2 separate regions of the Zea mays genome follow, and region 2 is linked to region 1. Evidence: chromatin contacts called from public Hi-C data. All regions are on one chromosome and are shown on one strand. The core of a region is the stretch at or near the end of the contact, and the rest is flanking DNA. Distances in the headings are between cores, read along the strand shown. Region 1 holds the start of LOC542187 (DNA-binding protein EMBP-1). Region 2 overlaps LOC103644231.

The links. A called contact is a pair of places that touch in the nucleus more often than the background predicts.
Region 2: a contact with region 1 is called in a Hi-C map of tassel, with 2.2 times the contacts expected there. The contact joins the enhancer-like site here to the promoter of LOC542187 in region 1. A contact is called at or near these places in 2 of 25 Hi-C or Micro-C datasets (ear and tassel).

What each region holds. Positions count from the first base shown.
Region 1 is chr1:298,111,145-298,114,751 of Zm-B73-REFERENCE-NAM-5.0, reverse strand. LOC542187 (DNA-binding protein EMBP-1) reads right to left here and starts at 1,443. Exons shown (of 9, transcript XM_035964421.1): 1 at 1,036-1,443; 2 at 783-902; 3 at 577-674; 4 at 414-468; 5 at 278-326; 6 at 1-137. The coding sequence starts at 1,203.
Region 2 is chr1:298,535,101-298,538,507 of Zm-B73-REFERENCE-NAM-5.0, reverse strand. LOC103644231 reads right to left here. Exons shown (of 9, transcript XM_008667429.3): 9 at 1,228-1,774. The coding sequence ends at 1,547. Among protein-coding and RNA genes, the nearest start is that of LOC103644231, 8.0 kb to the right of the region's middle. Within about 2 kb of position 1,662, at least 4 of the 20 cell types and tissues checked have an H3K27ac peak or open chromatin away from gene starts, as enhancers often do. A contact at or near this core is called in tassel, where this site is marked.

The sequences.
Region 1 (3,607 bases), core at 194-2,693:
GTTCGGCCTGACAATGACATTGGAGGTTCCAGCTATCTCAGGTGTCGAAACCGAGAGTTCTGTTGCGGGCCTCTTTTTTGCTGTGACTCGTGACTCAGCTGCAGCATGTTGAGCTGTCGCAGCCTGCGATGGCTCACCTGAAAAGTGCCAACCGTCAGGCTGCAACGCCACCAGATCCAGGCATACTATATACCCATCAAAATTCACAACAGGAAAGCTACCGCATTGCATGTATCTTATATAAGCAAAGCAACCATTATGGATTATGATAGCCAACCTTGTACATTGGCGCCGCTGGACTTTCTCCTCCTTACAGAAGGTAATACCTAGATAAAACTCACAATCAAATCAACCAAGACGGCCTGGGTAGCACTAGGGTTTGCTGCAGTTAGGTGTAATGACCAACAAGGCACCTTATGATGGGTAGCATCTCTTTTATCTGATGAGCCCTCGCTCCCACCGGCACTGCTTTGTGTTTGTGCACCGCACATAATTTCAATATCAGCTCAATAAACCAACCGAGGAGGTGAGAAACTGGCAGTGCAGTGCACATGGATGCGGCAAATGAAATAGCACCTTCCGGAAGTGCAACCGCCAGAGAGGGCGCCAGAGCTCTTCCTCTTGATCTTCGCTTCCGCCACCGCCACCGGCTCGGGAGTCGGGTAGGGCACACTCTGCATAGAACCAAACCCAGCAAGGAATTTCACATTTCAGCTGCAGCACTAGGAACCGAGAACTGCACTGAAAACAAAATGGTCGAGGCAGGAGTGTCCAGCGTTCACCGTGGCCATTGACGCGTGCGTCGCGTAGTACGCGGGGTGGAATGACACGGGGAACGGCACTGGCGTCCCGCACGGCGCCCCCGCGGCGGCCGCGGCCGCCGCCGCCGCCATCAGGTGCTGCTGCATCCCACCGCCACAGTGAACCAAAAACCCTAATCAAATCCAAATCCTGCACCACCTCCCAAACGCGAGCACGCACGACGCGGACGAATAGAAAAAGACGATGCACCGTCGGTCGGTCGGTCGCGTGTACCTGCGCGGCGTGCCAGGCGTAAGGCTGCCCACCGGCGGCGTAGTAGGCCTGCATCGAGGCGGCCCACTCCACGTGCGCCTGCGGCGGCGCCGTCCCAGCGCACGCGTCGGCGTGAGGCGCGCGCGGGCGCTCGTCGCCGCCCGACGTCGTGGAGGCGGACGACGCCATGGATGACCGCGCCGCACGTGTCGTGACCTGTATCTGTATGTACTACTACTGTGCTGCTCCCCAGCAGGTGGTGAGGGCAAGGCCAGCAGGGGGGGAGAGGAGCGAGGCAGCGCGCGCGCGGGCACGACGGAAGAAAAGTGCACAACACGCACCTGGCCCCAAGCTGCCACGCGAGCCGGAGGCACTGCAGCAGGACACAGACAGATAGAGACAGGGACGGCGCGCGGGTGCGGGTGCGGGTGCGGGTGCGGCGGGGGCAAGGGTCTCACCATCTAGAGTTCTGGTCGCTTCGGGCAGGCGGGGAGGTGGCGGCGCGGCGCTTGGTCCCGGGTGCTGGCCAGAGGGACGGCACGTGGACCGGGGCGCGGGGAACGGCCCAGGTGTCCGTGTAGGTGGCGCGTTGGGCGGGCGAGGAGGAGGAGAGTACGGGTGCGCGAGGGGGAGGATTTTTTTTTTCTAAAAGAAATAGTTTTTCATTTAATGTTTTAATAATAATCGCTTAAAAATTTTAATCATTTTTTGTCGCGTTAGAGCATTTCCAATATATTTAAGTCCTAAAAATAGAAAAAGACCTTAATTCAAAATGTTTATTGACAAAAACATTTGCAGCTACAACGGTTAAATTCTATATTACATTATTGAGAAATAGATTAAGGGCCCGTTTGGCAAAGCTCCAGCTCCTGCTTCTTTAGCTCCAGATCCTGATCCTCGTGAGGAGCTGATCCTCCTGATTCTCCTAGAAAATCAGAATCATTTTTAAAACCGTTTGGCAAGTAAACTGATTCTTGTCTTCTGAGAGTTGGTGGTCTGTGGCGATTGTCTGTTTTACCCTTTGCAGTTCAACTTTGTTACAAACCAATAAGTGGGATGCATATACGGAAAAAAATATGAAACAATAATATATAAAATATTTCCATCATAGTAGTGCATAAAATGGTCTCAAATGTTTAATCCATAAATTGGCTCGTTATGTTTTTGTCCAATGACAATTATGGGTAATTTCGATCAAACTTTAAGGGGAGGTCCATATTTGGTTGGTTGAGGAGCTGTTTTAAGGGAGGGTGGAGCAGGTTTTTTTAGATCCCACCTTTCTTCACAAAAACGGCTCCCGATCTTTCAGCTCCACACGAGAATCAGTTTAAAAAATACCCGTTTGGCACGGCTCCTCCAGATCCTCGCTTAGAATCAGGAGCTGGAGCTGTGCCAAACGGGCCCTAAGTTATTTAAGAAATAAAAAGGTAGAAATACCGTACAAAACGAGGATATGACTTCACTATGTGATAACCTGAAAGGTCGAACCCTATAGTTATTTGTCGGCGCATGTTGTGTAAGCACGGTCTGTGTGCAAACATGCAAGCAGCAATTCTAGACCCTGGGATCTCCATCTTACGGTGGCCTTCAGTTTTGCAGTTATCCCCTCCCACCAAGCTATGACATATTTTGAAAAGACCTCCCGACGAGATTTTAAAAAACGAGACAGACCCATTCTCACGTGCAGGTACTGCCATGTTTCAAGTGACTGGTATGAGTACAACAGCAGCAGTGCTGCAAGTAATGGCGGCGTGACGGCGTATATGTTGTCCATTTAAATGATTTTCACTTTATTTAAAAAAAAGATTATGGCCAGCCAGGCTGGGCCGCTACAAGGCCCAAAAGGCCGAGCAGCCCAACCCAGCCGGCTGGAAGAAAGGCTGGCCGAGCAGCCCTTTCAGGAGCACGTTTCCTAGGGCACGGTAATGCCATGCCGTGAGAGGAAGAGAGGAGGTAGGGAAAAGGAAGTTGGCTTTCCTGGCGGCGGCGGGCTGCAGCCTGGTCTTTCGGCGCTCGCGAATTTCTGGCCGTCAGCTGCGCAACCTCCTCTAGTTCGGCTCCATAACTATGGAGATTTGCTCCCTGCTCAGCACTTCGCCTAAAATCGCTAGCTCTCTATTCCTATTCCTCCTCTCGGTTCCGGTCACGGTTTGGATCGATTCCTTCGATTCTTGGTGTTCTAGTGTTAATCCTGCTGGTGGAAGAAGGTGGAGGTGGCCCTGCTTGTGTGCAGCGCGGTTCTCCTGCGCTCCGTTGTCTCACCAGTGCACCTGTGTGGTGCTCTGTCTGTTCTGATTATTGTCCACCGTGGCCTGGTGCCTGGGCTCCCTGCTGCGCGGTGTTCGTCTTCTCGGGCTGGTGCCGTGGACGTCTCCCTCGGCTCCGGCAGCGGCTCTAGTATCTCTGTCAACCTCCCGCCGTGCAGGCCCGGACGTGGGCGGCAGAATTGATTTTCTGGAGCAGAACCTTGGGTTCGCTGAGCTAGTCTTCCCACGTAGACAATCTACGTGTTGTGAGTTATTCGTTGTCTCACTTTATTTACTGTTTAATTTTGTGCAATCTGCTAGTATTAAATACTTGGGTGTGATTGCAC
Region 2 (3,407 bases), core at 413-2,912, 420 kb before region 1:
GATTCTAATTCGATTCCATACTTATATTCTATAGTGTAAAATTTGGAGCATGTTACCACCCCTACATAGAAGGTCTCAAGGATATGCATGTTATTTTAGCTGTCATATCATTAACCGTATCAAATGGACGAATGTGTTATTTAGGGTTAGTTTGAGAACTCTATTTTTGCAAGGGATTTTTATTTTTTCAAGTGGAAAATAAACTAATTTCCTTTAGAAAAATAGAAATCCTTTGAAAAAAAAATGGGGTTTTCAAACTAACCCTTAGAGAAGAAAATCTTAACTTGACGTTAGATAAAAATGTTCAAATATATGAGGAAGACTAAGGCTCTGTTTGGATGTTAGGAGTTGTTGGGGACCTTATATGCCGAAGATCACTCATTAGGCAAAGATCAGTTATCTAACATTAACATGTGGCTTTGTCGTTAACAAGTGTATTTCAGGAATTTTCCCACTGATGGAAGAAGCCAAGCTTCGGCTAAAAGCAGCGTACAAAAGCATTTCGTCTATACACAAGCAACAAAGATAATGTTGTCACTGACAGACGAGGCGACAACTTCGGCCATAAGTCAAAAGAGAAGGCAACTGTACATGAAGGTTGGAATTTGCGGAGTAGAATGAAGAAAGTACGTTATTGTCTTAATGTCATGTATAAATAGCTTATATAAAAGTGGATGAGCATTACTGTAAATCTGTATAAAGTTGGTTCGTCTTCTCTATAAATAGTTGAACAGAATCATGCATAAGGTACATTTTTTAGATCTCCATCTTCGTAGTGCTTAACCTTCGAAGAACCTTCGTGCATCCCATAATATATACATGTTTAATTTAAACTAATGTTGAATTTTACATGTATACTGATTCAAGTTTATTTGTTTGTAAAGTATCACCGCCTAAGATGTCTAATGGAATGAGTGTTATTGTATATCTCTAATTATCTGTCGTGGAGGGAGAAGATATATATGGCATTAACCTTAACAAAGATAGACTATGCCATTAACAGGAGTTGACCCTATTTTGGCAACAGAAGAAATTCTCAAGACAGCTAACAATTTTGCCTTGGCATATAATCTCGAACCCGTAAAGAAGAGATCAAATAATATATATATATATATATATATATATATATATATATATATATATATATATATATATATATATATATATATATATATATATATATATATATATATATATATATATATATAAACTAGATTACATAGTCTATTAGAGAAGCAATCCCATAATATCGAAGAATCAATACTGTTCATGTTACAAACGAAGGGGCGCAGGTCCGCACGGCGATATGTCCAACCCAGAGAAAGGGATTTGTGTTATTAGCGGCGATTGACACCGGCCTCAGCTCTAGTCAACTTGCAACAAAGCATCAAGAGCCATGTAAACAGGGCAGGTGGTACAAGTGAGATGAAATCTTCATTGAAACTGCCCCTCGTTGTTGATATTGCGGTCTTTGTACAAAGGTGGGCATTGGCTGATACGTTACACAACGTATCAGCCAAGCAACATAAAGATTACATTGGATGTATCATCTAGTTTTCTTGTCCTCTTTCTCTTTCTCCACCACCACTGGAGCTGCAGGTATGCTGAACCACCACTCTCTCAACCTTCTGGTACACCTTTCTGTGCTTGCTCTTCGTAGTGGTGAGTTGTTCGTGGATACCTCCAGAAACACCAGCAGCAGAAGCACTTTTGTGGGAACGATGGCAAGGCTCAGGGCCATCAGTACCAATGCCAGAATAGCCCTGTCCGTCGCCTGTGATATGAGAAGCACACAGTGAAATATCGAAAGAGATTCTATTTATAAACTTGTCAGAACTTATGCATACAGGTTATAGCATTTGGCAGAAAACTTGACAGTAACAAGTAGTGGAGCTCTTATTAGCTGACAACGCACATGGCTTCAGAAAACCAGATCTGTCCAAGTTGTTGGTATAGAAATCAGAAAGCTCTCCAGTTACACTCTACCAGGAGGTTTAGTAGGGCGATGAATGACTGTTAGTAGGACAGATCCGTCTTGTTGGAATGAATGACTGTTTATACGTCAGACAGATCCAGCTTGTGGTAATGAATGACTGTTTGTGCGTAAGATAGATCCAGTTAAGGACAATCAGAAAACTTCCCAACGCACTCAATCAGGTCTAGCTATGGGTGCTTGAATGGTATCTCACCTAAATCAGCAGCTGACTTGGGGTTTTTTTTTTGAAAGTGACATGATATTATTAATTTGGAGGTCAGGTTCCATAGACATATGGAACGAATATTTAACCATAAAAGAGAGGACCAAACCCAGGGAGGCTCTACTTTTGAACTGTTTATGAAGGTGTTGGAATCATAGGTATTAAAGTGGTAAGGCGACCGATACCCTTTTAAACTTTTAAGAGGTAAAGCGCAAGGCGAGGCGACGCCTTAAATATATTAAAAAATAGAAAAATATTGATATTTAAACAAGTGTTTAGGACAAAAATATCAATAAAGAAGAGAAAGACACAGAAAAGAAAAAAAGAAAAAGGTTACAGCCCAACTAGCCCAGCAAGCCCATCAATATTAGGTTAACTCTCCCACTACCCAGCCAGTTATTCCTGTTATTCCCTCCCCCACGCTCCCTCTACGCCGCCGCCGGTTGCTTGTCATGGAAGAGGCCTCTATGCCGCTGCCGGCCACTCTCCTCGCCATGGAAGACGTCATTCCTCCTCTTCCCTCCCCCTTCTTTCCCGTTGCCTGCGATGGTGGCCTCTGCTCAGGGCGCGCCTTCCAGGCCATTGCCGTCACCGGCTTACCGCCTTCCCCTCCCCGGGCACGGCCGTCTTCTGCTCCCTGGCGGGCGGCGCGCACGCCTTAGGTGTCGGAGTAAGGCGAGGACGACACCTTTACCTCGCTGGTACGCCTTACCGCCTAGGCGACACCTAGGCAACACCTTAATAACAATGGTTGGAATATAAGTGAATTACCTACATCTTTCTATCAGCTTTAACCTTTTGGGTTGAACTGGTACATGCAACTTTAATATGATATCAAAGACAATGGTCTCAAGTTTGAATCCTATAAATAAAATAATTGTCGCTCGTTCATATTCCCATCTAAGGCCTGAGAAAGTCTCGACGTGAGGGGGTGTTGAAATATAAATGAATTGTAGCTTAAGCTTTTATGTTGAACTGGTTGATGCATGCAACTTAATAAGGGGAGATAGCCTAACCACAAATACACAACTATTCATTTCCAAATGTTAGACTATTATGGCAATGTTCCTAGGCTTCCTTTTGTGTGAGGTTTGATTGTCTATTTGTTTCCTCCTGCATGAGGACTAGTATAGCAACTAGATGCTCCCTCATATGGTAGATAGGATCTGCTATCTCTATATAGGAAGTAGGATCCCATTCATGGTAGGC